Linked DNA regions of Ovis aries: region 1 is linked to region 2. The links are chromatin contacts, called in public Hi-C maps. All regions are on one chromosome and are shown on one strand. Each heading gives the region's core, a stretch centred on a gene start, on an enhancer-like site or on the middle of the called end of the contact. The rest is flanking DNA. Distances are from core to core; before and after follow the strand shown.

Region 1 (6,535 bases), core at 532-3,031, 350 kb before region 2:
TGCTATGCACCGTGTAATACGGTGGGGAGCCGAGAAAAAAAGCAGAGCATCTGGGAGAGGGGGGAGAGACACTTCCCATCCCAGCGGGGTCATGCAGAGTGGGTGGGCGCTGTCGGGCTGGGTTGGCAGTGGAGCGCCCCACTGCCAGCGAGGCAGCGCTCTAGACGCAGCAAGTAGTCCGGACAATCGAGAACCCGGGGCCCCTGCAGAGGTCTTGTCTGGTTAGCAAGTACTGAGCCATTTCTAGCCAGGTCTTCCCACCCTTCCCCCTCCCGGGACACCTCCTTTCCAAAGAGGGACCACGTAGTATTTGGAAGAGGGCTCAGCGGGCGCCAGCCCCCGACACGGGGTTCTGAGCCCGAGGGGGACGCAGAGGCTACAGATGCTGTCTTCGCCGCCCAGGAGGGAGCTGCGGCGGGGAATAGGACCCAGGGCGGGGAAGCCGCGCCACACCGGGAGGAGGCCACTCATTCGAGCAAACAAAGCCCGGAACCTCTGGTGCCCAGCGGCCGCGGGAGCCGGGATGTCACCAAGTGGCAGGGTGCGCGGGTGCCAGGGCCATTGCAAGTTTCCCGCACTCCACTGAGCCCAGCCCCGACCCCGCGCCGACAACAAAAGACTCTCTTTGCTTCCCGCCCCCCATCTCCCCGTGTCTGTGGAACCCCTCCTCCCACCTCGAACCCAAACCTAGTGTCGAGCGAAAACAGCGCTCTTGGACCGAACCTCCTCCAGCCCTCGAGGGTAGAACCCCTTCCCCTGCCTTCGCACCAGGACCGGGCGCTTCCGAGAATCTCACCCTTTCTTGGCCTCTCTGCTGCCTGCTGGCCCGAAAGTGAGGACGAGCCCTCAGGGATACTGCACACACCTCCCAGGGCCAGGCAGCTATCCGCGCGGTTGGGGTCCCGGGCGGCGCCTGGCGTGTGCGCGACGCGAGTGGGGAAGCTCACAACGCGGAGCCCGGAGGTCTCTGGGGCGCAGGGCGGAGAGGAGCGGCGGACAGGGCTCGCGACTGCTCCCCCAGGGCCGGGCAACGCTCGGAAGACAGACACAAGACAAAATAAAACGCGAGCACCACAAAGCCGAGACGGTGTGCGGACCACGGCCCCGGGACCCGCAGGAGGGAGTGGAACCGCCCGGGAGGTGGGGCGCACCAGGGCGCCCCAGCCGTACCTTTTCGGTGCATCGACGGGCAGGCTGCCGGGGCTCGGAGCGGACTGGTACAGAGTGTATCCCATTTAGTAATCCATTATCGAGGGGATCTCTCCGGGCCGCGAGCTGCGCTCTCTCCTTCGCAAGCCTTTGTCATTCCTACATGGGTGCTCGTCTCTGTGGGGGTACAGTCGCAGCGACTACTTTCTGGGATGCAAACGCGCCGTATTCATTTCCAATGACAGGCGGAGAAGGGGAGATGAAAAAAGAGAGAAAAAAAACCAACAAGAAAGGAGGAAATGTTCAAGAAAGTCTTCTCCAAATCCAAATTTCACTTGGATTCCACTCCGGCGAGTCCCTTCGGTGGTGTTTGCGCCGATTAACAAGTCATTTCAGGGTGGGGGGCGGGGTGGGGGCTGGGGCAGGGGTGCGCGCTCTAGCCCCGCTTCACGAGCGGGAGCGCTACGCCGCGGGTGTGGCGGTGCCGGACGCTACCGCCGCTCCTAAGCGGGCATCGCGGGCAGTCGGCTCCGCGGAGAAGCGCTGCTGCTGCGTCCGGAGCGCCTGGGCAGCCGAGTGCGCGGGGAGCGGAGTTGGCTGCAGCCTCACCCCGTGCCGCTCACTACTCCTCTGTCACTGGAGAGGCCGCCGCTCCAGGGCGGAGCCAAGTCCCGGACTGGATTGCGCAAAGCGGACTCTCCTCCTGCAACCCCGCCTACTTTGGCTGGCGTCTTCTCCGACCCGAAGGAGGGCTGCGGTCTCTGTGTGTGAACCGGAGCGAGCGAGGCGGAGGGAGAAACTACGCGCTGTGGCCGCAGGTGGAGCCTTGACCGACTGGTCAGCGCCGCTTCCTTCCACCACTATTGCCCGCCCGCGGCGCGTTCGGTGGAGGTCCCGGCGGAGGCGACACCCGCAGAAGCCCAGCCTATGCCTCCCCTCACCCCCGCATTTGTTCTTGCTGGGGGGAAAAAATCTTGGACAGCATTGCCGAGCCCTGCCAAATCAAAAATATAAATAAAAATAGACGTAGTGCAGGAGCAAGTTACAAGAAAGGATTTGTTCATCGATTTTTTTAAATGGAAAAGTTTTAAAGGATGAGGGTAAGTGAACGGGGAGCCTTTCTGATTACTATATCAAGAGGTAAATTCCAGAAGTGACGGACGCTCTGCGCACCCAGATGAGTTGGATAGAAACCGGTACACTTAAAAATTCACTTCGACGATATGAACTCAGCTATTAGTTAACGTACATACAGCACACGTTAATAAAGCATGTTAAGTAAGCAAATTAACTATAGTGCAAGGAATGCTGGTAGCGACTATCAGCTTTTAAACTTAGAAACTGTGTACACTGTTCTTAGAAATAATTATGTAAACTTCAGAGATAACACACAATCCCAATGAGTATCCAGCAGCTTCATGGAATAACTAAATCGCAACTTCTTCCAAGGCGTTTTTGTGTTACCATCAGGAGGAGAATGGAAGACACAGCCTTCCTCCGTTCGCTTGAAAGTTAAGTAGCCCCAAAGTCCTACAGTTACAAGGCTTGTGCCCACTGGGCAGGCCACACGACGTCCCCCTGTCCCGGCCGTTGCGCGCTCCCTGCCTGCTGGCGCAAAGACCGTAAAGAAGCACGTTGTTCCCCGCCCCCCCCACCCCCACCCCAGGGGGCTTCTCACTTGGTTCGCGCGAGCGGTCAAGCAGTTCTCCGATCACTATTTACTAGTTATGGGGTCGGCCGAGGAAAGCACTGGGAAGGAGATCAGGGTCTCAGTCCCCCTTAGGCCGAGTGCCCTTAAATAAATGCATTAGAAACTGTACCTGTTCCCTAACTGGGGCTAGGGCCACTAATAACACCCCCTTCCCCCCCCCCCCCTTTTTTTTTGTCTTTCGTACAGGCAACTAAAATACGCACAAGCATGCTAATGAGGGCTCATGAAGAATAAAATAAGTGCACTCGTGAGAACAGTATCGATATTGTCCACAAACCATGTAGAAAAGGTGAGGAAAATGGTTTGAGGGAAAAAGGTCCGTCTCCCTGCTGTTCGCCAAAACTGCCAGCAGGGGCCGCTATCCCCACCTTTCGCAGGCAAAAGCCGCTAGAGATCCGCGGTGGTGGGGGCTGGGGTGCCCCGGCCGTAGGTGCGCGCGCAGCCCCCGCCTCACGAGGCGCCAGCTCCCGGAGAGGCCGGGGCGTGGGGGCGGCGGGCTTGTCTGCGCGCTTCTGCGGTTCGGATGGCGACTGGTTCGCGGACATCCCTTTCGAATCCAGTCCGGGCACGGGGGAAGGATCCCGGCTAGCCGTGACCGCTCAATCCTCTGCCGCGACTATTTAACGCCCATGATTTCGACGTTCAATCCCGAGCTCGTCGGTGCGTCCCTGGCGCGGTCCCTCATGTCTGGCCCAAGACGTCCCCGGGGTTCTCCGCCGGCAGTCTCCATCCGGGCGGGATCGCAGAGGCCCCTTCTTCCTTTTCTGCCCCTGGTTTACATGCTAATTGTGTCTGGGAAAAGTTCTTTAATTGGCAGAATGAGGCAGAGCAAACGAATTGTTTCACAGGCTGAACCAAATTAATTCCGGGTTTAGCTTCTTCCCTTGGAGAAACAAACAATTAAACTGTCTTGTTTGTTTTATGGATATATTGGAAATGCCCCACATCGACTTTCAAGATACGTTTTTAAAGAGGAATTATTTTCATTATTAATATTTGCATGTTTAATTTGCAGTAATGCTGAGCCAAGAAGCAAGAGATTAAATTTACGTAATTTAAAATTAGAGAATACAGGAAGAAAAGAATTTGAGTTAACTTTTTGCGTGGCTGAGAAATACCGCCCAGAATCTTCCTGGCAAGGACTAGAATCTGGAGTCTCACCATCCAATTAGGCACCCGTGGTCCTGACCAGGTGAGATGACATTTCCACCTGCCAGGGGAGAGATGCTCCCTGGGAGCTGGCAGAAAAGCCAGCTATTGTGTCTCTGCCTGAAGCCCTCGGGGTAGCACCTGTGGGGAGCTGCCCTGAGAAACCTCATGACGTCATTTCCCCTTCTGCGCTCCGCGGACTGACTCCCAGAAGTCTGCCTTAACTTTTAAGTAAAACCCTGCCTTTCCAGAGCCTTTGAAGTCTGCTGTCTACCCTGTCCCTTCAGGGAAAGAAAGTTAATGGGAGTTAAAGAATCACCAAGCGTTAGGACTAGAAGAAATCCTGGACTGTTTAGTAGTTAAGTGGCCTGGAGTGAGAACAGCCTTAGTCTCTGGAGGCCAGATGTTTTTAGGTAACTTACTAGCTGGTGGTGACCTTGGGGGCAGTCACTAATTTTTCTGGAGCAGTGGATTCACTTGTTAATGGGGATTCGCTATTACTTTCTTCCCAGGGATTGTGTGATTTAAATGAGATGGAGAGTGTAAACCGCGGGGGTGTAGAGATAAAGGTTAACTAGCATCTATAAAGATTAACTAGCATCATGGTCATCCTTGCCATCCTCCACTTCAAACCTCCCACCACCGTTTCACAGGGGTCAGACGGAGGCGGAGGAAAGAAGGGGCTTGCTTTGTGTCAGTGCTGGGAGCTAGCCCATCATAACTCCTCTTCAGTGCTCAAGAGACCACACCTGCTTTCCCCCACATCACCTGGAAGAAGTATGATGGAGGAAGAGGAAATGAAAAGGCGAACTCACTCAGGATTCTTTTAAAGATCACATCTAGCTATTTGATCTGATCTCTGCTAATACCTCTGGCCTCCCTGGTGGCTGAGTGGTGAATAACTCACCTGTCAGTGTGGAAGTGGTGGATCCCATCCCTGGGTCTGGGAAGATTCCCCTGAGAAGCAAATGGCAGTCCTCTCTAGTATTCTTGCCTGGGAAGTCCCATGAACAGAGGAGCCTGGCGGGCTACAGTCTGAGGGGTCTCAAAAGGCACACAGCTTAGCGGCTAAACCACAGCAGCTTTACCACAGAATGGAGTAGTGAATTTGGAGGAAATGTCTGCTGGTGCTTACTTACTGCTCAACTCCATGTGGATGTTCCTGAAAGTTACATGAGAAGTACAGTTCGTACAAATAGGCTGTTATCACAAAGTGAAGTTAGTATCATGAAGGGAAGTTAGTGTCTTTGGTGCTTGTCAGACGATTCCTCCTTTTCCCCGAAACTCTTGGACCTTTGGAGGCTGTGCCCTATGAATACGTTGGTACTACTGTCCACAGATCTTGTTTTACCCCACTTTTTAAAGATTTTAGCACCAGGCTTACTGTCCTCTCATCTGCCCCACCGCCTGTCACCATTCATGCCATCCACCTAACCACGCCTCTGCATTCTCAGCTTTTTGCCTTCCTCATCTACTCTGTCCTTTGTTCTTCCTCACCTCTACCTCCCACTCCAGGACTTCATTATTATCAGAAGAGGCTCCAGGTTCTAAATCACTAATGCTGACATCCTCTCTTTAATCACAATGGACTCTCCTTCCAGCTTACTTGCCTACGCACCTCCTCACACTCACCCTAATTGCAGGAAGCCACCTGCCATTCTTTCCGTCCATCCAGTCCCTGCTTCTTTCATTCCCCTCTGTGTCCAGGAGAGCTTCATAATAACTGTCTCTCTGGCGAACACTTTCAACTCCCTGACTCCTCTTTCTTCTGGTCACGCCCATCCGAGTGAAAACCAGTCCTAAATTACAGAAATACCTTCCTTCTCTGCTCTTGCGTCTGGCAGCTGAAACCTACTAGAAAAACATTTCAAGCACACATCTAAGCAGGCTGTGCACTCTGTCGTGAACCTGACTTGCTTCATGAACCTGCTTCATCATCATCTTCCCTTTCTTTGTGTTAGTCTGTAACTTTTTTCCCTAACTTCCCCTCGGTGTCTTCTACTTCCCTGAAAAAGAGTCCATCGCGTGGGTGCTTCTTGCTTCTGTACTTATCATTTCCTGCTTATCTCCTCTTAGAGTGGAGGCAGTTCCCTCCTCCAATCTGAGGCCAAACCCTCCACCTGTTTTCAGATCATTTACGCAGTCTCAGAAATTCTGCCCCACTGTCTCCATCTCTTCTGCATCTCCCCAGCTGCATGTAAACAGGCTTTAGTCTCTCTCGCCTTAGAAGCAAGCCTTCCTTGGGTCTTCTGTGCTGTTCAGTATCCTCTCCTCTCTGCCAAAGATGAAGGACTGTTGATGATCACCATTGCCACTGTCTTCTCTCTCATTTGTTGTTCCTGTCTGGCCTCTATTCCAAGCACTCCATTGCCAGGGCTTTTGCTTATGTCTTCAGTGACATCCATGACAGTAAATCCAGTGGACACTTTAAAGTTTTCATTGTATTTGAAGTCTTAGCAGCCATGCACACGACCACTCCTTCCTTTGGGAAATAGCCTTTGCTCTCTCCTGGTTCTCTTCCTGCCT
Region 2 (7,489 bases), core at 1,584-4,083:
TTCATAAGAAAGAGTGGAATAGAGTATAAATAGAAAATTAAGTCAAAATACTGAACCCTGGTGTCCTTCTGATATTTGGGGGTCAGAAAGAAGAGGATTCAGCAAATGAGAGGAAAAATCAGGAGACAACTTGACCTTGTGTGCATGCATGCTCAGTTGTGTCCGACTCTTTGCAAACCCACCGACTGTAGCCCACCAGGTTCCTCTGCCCATAGAGCTGTCCTGGTAGGAATACTGGAGTGGGTTGCCATTTCCTACTTCAGGGGATCTTCCTGACCCTGGGTAAGTAAAACTGATGGTGAAGGTAACAGACCCCCACCTAGTGTTGGTCTGAACACTAGGTGGGGGTCTGTCTTTGTTTAGAAAATACAAATTCCAAAATAACTTTGAGTCCCTTGACATGTAAATTACAGATAGTATGATTGCTAATATGCTGTTCATGCAAATTAAGCAGGGATTTGGAAGGATGAGGGTGTGGGGGGAGAGTTTTGGTGAAGGGACTGGGAATAAGGGGAAAGTAGATGACAACATGGTGAGGTGGCTGGAGAACTTGTAGATTTTATTTTAGTTGCTAGGAAATAAATCCACCTGTTTGCCCAAGCCTTTAGCAATGTGTACTACATAGAAGTGCTTTTGGCATCTGTGTGTGTTGATGTGTGTGAGAACTAAGTTGTCTACATCTGATGCAGAGTGGAGGGGAAGGGTGAAAGAAGCCACAAGTTTAAAGAAAGGAGTATTGATGTAAATATCTATAGAGTACAGTCTTGAAGCTAGAATTGAGAAGGGCAGGGAAGTCAGAGGGGTTGCAGAAACCTTCTGGTCAGAAAACGAGCTGGCATCTAGGTTACACTTATGTGAACAAGCAGCTGTTTGAGTCTCCCATCATATTAACCACTTTGGTCTAGGACCTCTTGCACCTAACTTTTAGTATTCATACTGATTTTCATAATCGCCTGGACTCAGTCCTGGCTGCTGCTGGACAAGACCATTGTGCTGTCAGCCTCGCTCTGGCCTTGCCCTTTACTTCTGAAAGCGATCAAGTGAGACTGATGGGTATTTCATGCATCTAAGCACAAATAATTGCATTGAATAAGGAGGTTGCCTTCTCGGAAGCAAGGAAGAATGTATCTTTATGGTTTCAGCTGCCAAGTTTTCAAAACACAATTTTTCCGTTGTTTCTGGTTTTTTTTTTTTTTGGTAGATGGTGGTAATTAATTCTTTTTATCACTTATACAAACAAACTCCATATTTGAGGTAAAACTTGTTCTTTCTAAAAGGAGGTTGTGACAAGCCCCTACTATCTTTTAGATAATGGCTAGTTGACTGCATTTTGATAGACTCTGAGTCCTGGTTCCAATATTTGAATACCAGAGTAACACAGAGAAATAAAAAAAAAAACACACACAAAAAACCAAAAAACAATTGTGTTGAAGTACCAACAACAACAAAGTCTAGCTTTAGAAATCTAATCTTCCCAACTCTCCAACAGTCTTTTTGTTATTGTTAACAATATAAGTTTATAATATAAATTGTTAGATTAGGTAGTGCTGCTCCTCTGGTCTGCACTTGGCTTTGTCCTTCTTTAACTCTCTCTAATCTCTCCCTCCCTTCCTGTCCTTCTTTTATTCCTAAATGTACCCCGCCCAGCCATAAATCCCAGAGCTGAATCTGAGTCCAAATCTCATCTAAGTTCAAATCTCAACATTAGCACCTCCCATCTTTGTGAGCTTCTTAAGGCAGCTTTTCTGCCTTGATTCCCTATCCTTTCACATGGGGGTTACTGTGTCACTTAGGGTTATTGGGGAAATTAAAATATTGGGTTGGCCAAAAAGTTCATTTGGGTTTTTCTATACCATCATATGGAAAAACCTGAACGAACTTTTTGGCTAACCTAGTAGATGATAAATACAAAGCGATCACAACAATGCCTAACACACTAAGCACTCAGTAAATGCTATCGTTTGTTATTCTTCAAATAGACATATTTAAATAAGAAACTAGAAAAAGAAAATGTTTTGTAATGATAGCCTTTTGTACAGAAGACCCTGGAGCTGGGAGAAAGAGTTTTGAATTTGAAGGATGGGGAGGAAAGGAAATGAACCTAAGACCTGTGTTCTCTGAGCTAATTGAGAAAAGACTGTACTGGTTGGTTCCTTTTCTAGTTGCTCCTCATCTGCGTAGCTCTGTCATTTAGATGCTATTGAAAAGGCATGTGCTTTGATACTTGCAGGCCTACTACTGGTCTTGAAACTAACAGTGACTTTGAGTCATTCATTTATTTCTGGAGTTATGATTTCTTATATCTAAAATGAAAATAGTAACCTCAAATCAAATATACTATGGAGAATGTGCCTTGAAAATATTACCAAGATGCACCCTGGGTTGGAAGATTTCTAAGATTCTATTGTAAGTAAATGAAGGGTGGGTATGATTTTACCAAGTTCATCTGGCCCTTGCAGGCCGACTTAGCCACACAAGTTCTTCTGTTTCCAGGGAAATTACTTCAATTAATCTCTGAATGGCAGCCCTCTCCCCTGGCACAGCAGACAGCAGCTGTTGAATACCCAGGAACAGGAGACAGCAGTCTTGTTCTGTGAGAGGGAGGATGAATTTTTTTGTTCAGCTGTAATCACAGAGGAGTTTAGGAGTGGGTAGAAGTTTGTCCAGAGCCGAATAATTTCCTCTCCGTTATTTGAAACAGAAAGCAAGAACAGATGAACTCCACTTGGTGTCATGACAAAAGAAATCCAGTTCAGTCATGGCCCTTCTCTCAGACTGCCCATCCTCAGGCGCAGGCGTACAATCTCAGGATCACCAGCAGATTAGACTAGAATGGCTCTCTGAAGAAGTTATGATCTGTCTCGTCAGAGGCCTTCTGGGGACACTTTACCCCTTGTATTAATGACACAATATCCTGGAAATGCTTCTTTGGAAATCATCTGAATATATTACAAAACCTTGTGGTTTAGCAATCCCAAGTCAACTGACTGAAAACTCTTATGGTTTTGATAATTATATCAGGGTACAGACAATAGTACAAAACCTTGAAGCTTTTTGTTTTTTTCCCTTGGAACTTGCAGGGAGCCATACGTTTACATTAGAGACCTGTCTCCTGCAGAATTTTATTGGGAAAACCATAGCTATTATAAATACTCTTTCATAGAAGCTAAAACTGTTTTAAAGTTTTTTTTTTTTTTCCCCTTGATTTTGTAATGCCTCTTAGAAATGGTCGAATATTTCATATTTAATTCTTACAAAAACAATTTTTCCTTGAACAGATCCTTGGTTTTCTGTTCAATGTGTTGGTGTAATTTTTTCCATTAACAGATTGAGGCATTTTGGCAATTTCACTATTAAAGACAGATTAATGGACATTTAATTCAATAAATTTGTAGGATTAATTAAACCCAGTACCCGAAGTGAAGTGATGTAAGATATTTTAGCAAGGATCTTAGCTTTCCTTCCTAAGTCTCAAATTGGCTTCTACTTGGACAGAATTATTTGTATATTTCTTGGAGCTATTTTCCGGATCGTGCAGGGTTTGAATCCAAGGTGGCCTATTTGATCCATCTGTGTTTCTGTTAAGGTTGGTGCCTGGCTGAATGATTTTCTGAAAGAATTAAGAAATGTTCTTTCGAACTAACCACAGGAAAAAAATAATGAGGAGAGCATTAACTATGCCAGCTGAAAGGATCAATTTTCTAAAGAAAAAGTTAGAAAAGAGCTAGTGGAATATGGGTGGAACTAGGTTTTATGGGGGTGGAGTTGTCAAGATGATTCTCAGGAGAGGAGATTAAATATCAATCAAAGAATTAACCATGCAGGTCAAAGAAACTGATTAAGAACAAATTAAGCTTACGATAAATTAGGAGAAAAATAGTATTGTACCTAAGCATTTTTACAATGAAACAATTGGATCTTGTATCATTAAGTCATTAGCTCATCTAATCAAGGAAAAGAATGCCCAAATACCTAATTAGGAAGGAGAAATATGAAACACCTACAATTAGAGAAGATATCAAGAATCTATACAAAAATAGGGGACTTTATATAAAACTTAGATTAAAAACTTTTTCTTAGTTTTATTTGCATTTTCCTAGAAAGTTTAAACTGTAGACAAATAATCCTGAAAATGATGAGAATATTTTTTAAAAAGCCTTGAAAAGATTTAAACTGTGTGCTATCACAGAGGAATTCTTTTAAATCTTTTGCTCAGTCGCTCAGTCATATCCGACTCTTTGCTACCCCATGAATCGCAGCACGCCAGGCCTCCCTGTCCATCACCATCTCCTGGAGTTCACTCAAACTCACGTCCATCGAGTCGGTGATGCCATCCAACCATCTCATCCTCTGTCGTCCTCTTTTCCTCCTGCCCCCAATCCCTCCCAGCATCAGAGTCTTTTCCAATAAGTCAACTATTCACGAGGTGGCCAAAGTGCTGGAGTTTCAGCGTTAGCATCATTCCTTCCAATGAACACCCAGGACTGATCTTCAGAATGGACTGGTTGGATCTCCTTGCAGTCCAAGGGACTCTCAAGAGTCTTCTCCAACACCATAGTTCAAAAGCATCAATTCTTCTGCACTCTGCTTTCTTCACAATCCAACTCTCGCATCCATACACGACCACTGGCAAAACCATAGCCTTGACTAAATGGACCTTTGTTGGCAAAGTAATGTCTCTGCTTTCCAATATGCTGTCTAGGTTGGTCATAACTTTCTTTCTAAGGAGTAAGCGTTTTTTAATTTCATGGCTGCAGTCACCATCTGCAGTGATTTTGTAGCCCCCCAAAATAAAGTCTGACACTGTTTCCACTGTTTCCCCATCTATTTCCCATGAAGTGATGGGACCAGATGTCATGATCTTCATTTTCTGAATGTTGAGCTTTAAGCCAACTTTTTCACTCTCCTCTTTCACTTTCATCAAGAGGCTTTTTAGTTCCTCTTCACTTTCTGCCATAAGGGTGGTGTCATCTGCATATCTGAGGTTATTGATATTTCTCCCAGCAATTTTGATTCCAGCTTGTGCTTCTTCCAGCCCAGTGTTTCTCATACCTGCATATACGCTAAACAATTAGGATGACAATGTACAGCCTTGACGTACTCCTTTTCCTATTTGGAACCAGTCTGTTGTTCCATGTCCAGTTCTAACTGTTGCTTCTTAACCTGCATATAGGTTTCTCAAGAGGCAGGTCAAGTGGTCTGGTATTCCCATCTCTTTCAGAATTTTCCACAGTTTATTGTGATCCACACAGTCAAAGGCCCACCTAATTGTTTTCTAGGCTTTGTCTCTGTGTCCTTCTCTACTGGCAACAGTTAAAATAACATGGAATGGGGAAGAGGTAGTCCTTCAAAGAAAGAGAGTGTCTTAATACCATACATCCATTACCAAGGGTTTGTTCTGGGAATGCATGTCTAGTTGGATATTATACAATGTTTCTTATGATTTTACTGTATTATTTTCTATATTTACTGCATTTGTTCTCCAGTGAGAACATTAGATCAACTCTTTAAATGCCAAAAATGACTTTAATATAATTGAATATCTATCCTCAAAGTAATTTTAATCAAAATGGTGATTGGGAAATTCATTAAAAAGTAGGCATTTCAAACTCACAGGTGCTATAGAGCTTAATCCTAAAAGATCATGCTGTTAAAGTGCTGCACTCAATGTGCCAGCAAATTTGGAAAACTCAGCAGTGACCATAGGACTGAAAAAAGTCAGTTTCATTCCAGTCCCAAAGAAAGGCAATGCCAGAGAATGTTCATACTACAGCACAATTGCACTCATCTCACATGCTAGCAAAGTTATGCTCAAAATTCTCCAAGCCTGGCTTCAGCAGTACACAAACCATGAACTTCCAGAGTTGGAGGTGGATTTAGGAAAGGCAGAGGAACCAGAGGTCATATTGCCACATCTGTTGGATCATTGAAAAAGCAAGAGAATACCAGAAAAACATCTACTTCTGCTTCATTGACTATACCAAAGCCTTTGACTCTGTGGATCACAACAAACTGGAAAATTCTACAAGAGATAGAAATTCCAGACTGCCTGACCTGCCTCCTTAGAAATCTGTATGCAGGTCAAGAAGCAGCAGTTAGAATAGGACATGGAACAACAGATTGGTTCCAAATTGGGAAAGGAATATGTCAAGGCTGTATATTGTCACCCTGCTTATTTAACTTATATGCAGAGCATATCATGTGAAATGCCAGGCTGGATGAAACACAAGCTGGAATCAAGATTACTGGGAGAAATATCAATAATCTCAGATATGCAGATGATACCACTCTTATGGCAGAAAGCAAAGAACAAAAGAGCCTCTTGATGAAAATGAAAGAAGAGAGTGGAAAAGCTGGCTTAAAACTTAACATTCAAAAAACTAAAGTCATAGTATCTGCTTCTGTCACTTCATGGCAAATAGATGGGGAAACAGTGACAGAATTTATTTTTTTAGGCTCCAAAAGCACTGCAGTTGGTGACTGCAGCCATGAAATTAAGACACTTGCTCCTTGGAAGACTAGCTATGACCAGCCTAGACAGCATATTACAAAACAGACATTACTTTGCCAACAAATGTCTGTCTAGTGAAAGCTTATGGTTTTTTCCAGTAGTCATGTATGGATGTGAGACTTGGCCTCAACTGAGAGCCAAAGAATTGATGCTTTTGAACTGTGGTGTTGGAGAAGGCTCTTGAGTGTGACCTTGGATAGATCAAACCAGTCAACCCTAAAGGAGATGAATCCTGAATATTCATTGGAAGGACTGATACTGAAGCTCCAATACTTTGGCCACCTGATGTGAAGAACTGACTCCTTAGAAAAGACCCTGATGCTGTGAAAGATTGAAGGTAGGAGAAGGGGACGACAAAGGATGAGACTGTTGGATGACATCATTGACTCGATGGACAGGAGTTTGAGCAAGCTCTGGGAGTTGGTGATAGACAGAGAAGCCTGATGTGCTGCAGTCCATGGGGTCACAAAGAGCTGGACATGAGTGAGCAACTTAAGCACATGGTTAATGCTAAGAAAGAGCCCATGTAAAATTTCTCTTTGAGGAGGCTTGATAATTTTTAAAAAGAAGTGTTGAGATAAAGGAGTTTGAGTGATTGGAGCTTGCTGGCAGTCCTCAGTTGGAAATCTCTCCTCCTAGCTGTGTCTCTAAGCTCTGACTCCATGAGTCAGTCTCAAATAAGGTTCCCCACTCCCTGCCCTAGGACAGAGTTACGCTGCCTGATAAGAAGTTCTCTGAGGCCCTGAGTTTCTCCTCCGTGTCACATGGACCTCCTTCAGGCTGCATTCACTCCTGCCGCCAGTTCAGGAAGTCAGGGAGGTCCATTTCTTGGGGTCCTAAGTGTTTAAATGGCCTTTAAGTATAAAATCTGGAGCACAGGACTTTCTTAGGCTTTCTGTTAATTAAATTTTGGATCTTTTCTGAATACATGGGTTCAGTTTTGGGGTATAATTCAAATACCAAATTGTGATGATTATA

What was found. A called contact is a pair of places that touch in the nucleus more often than the background predicts.
Region 1: a Hi-C map of omental adipose tissue shows a contact between it and region 2, with 3 times the contacts expected there. The contact joins the promoter of SEMA6A here to the enhancer-like site in region 2.

What each region holds. Positions count from the first base shown.
Region 1 is chr5:35,026,011-35,032,545 of ARS-UI_Ramb_v3.0, reverse strand. It overlaps SEMA6A (semaphorin 6A), which reads right to left and starts at 1,781. Exons shown (of 20, transcript XM_042250334.2): 1 at 1,171-1,781.
Region 2 is chr5:34,675,470-34,682,958 of ARS-UI_Ramb_v3.0, reverse strand. The region is part of intron 2 of LOC132659818 (a long non-coding RNA gene); the gene reads left to right. Among named protein-coding and RNA genes, the nearest start is that of SEMA6A, 350 kb to the left of the region's middle. Within about 2 kb of position 2,833, at least 8 of the 54 cell types and tissues checked have an H3K27ac peak or open chromatin away from gene starts, as enhancers often do.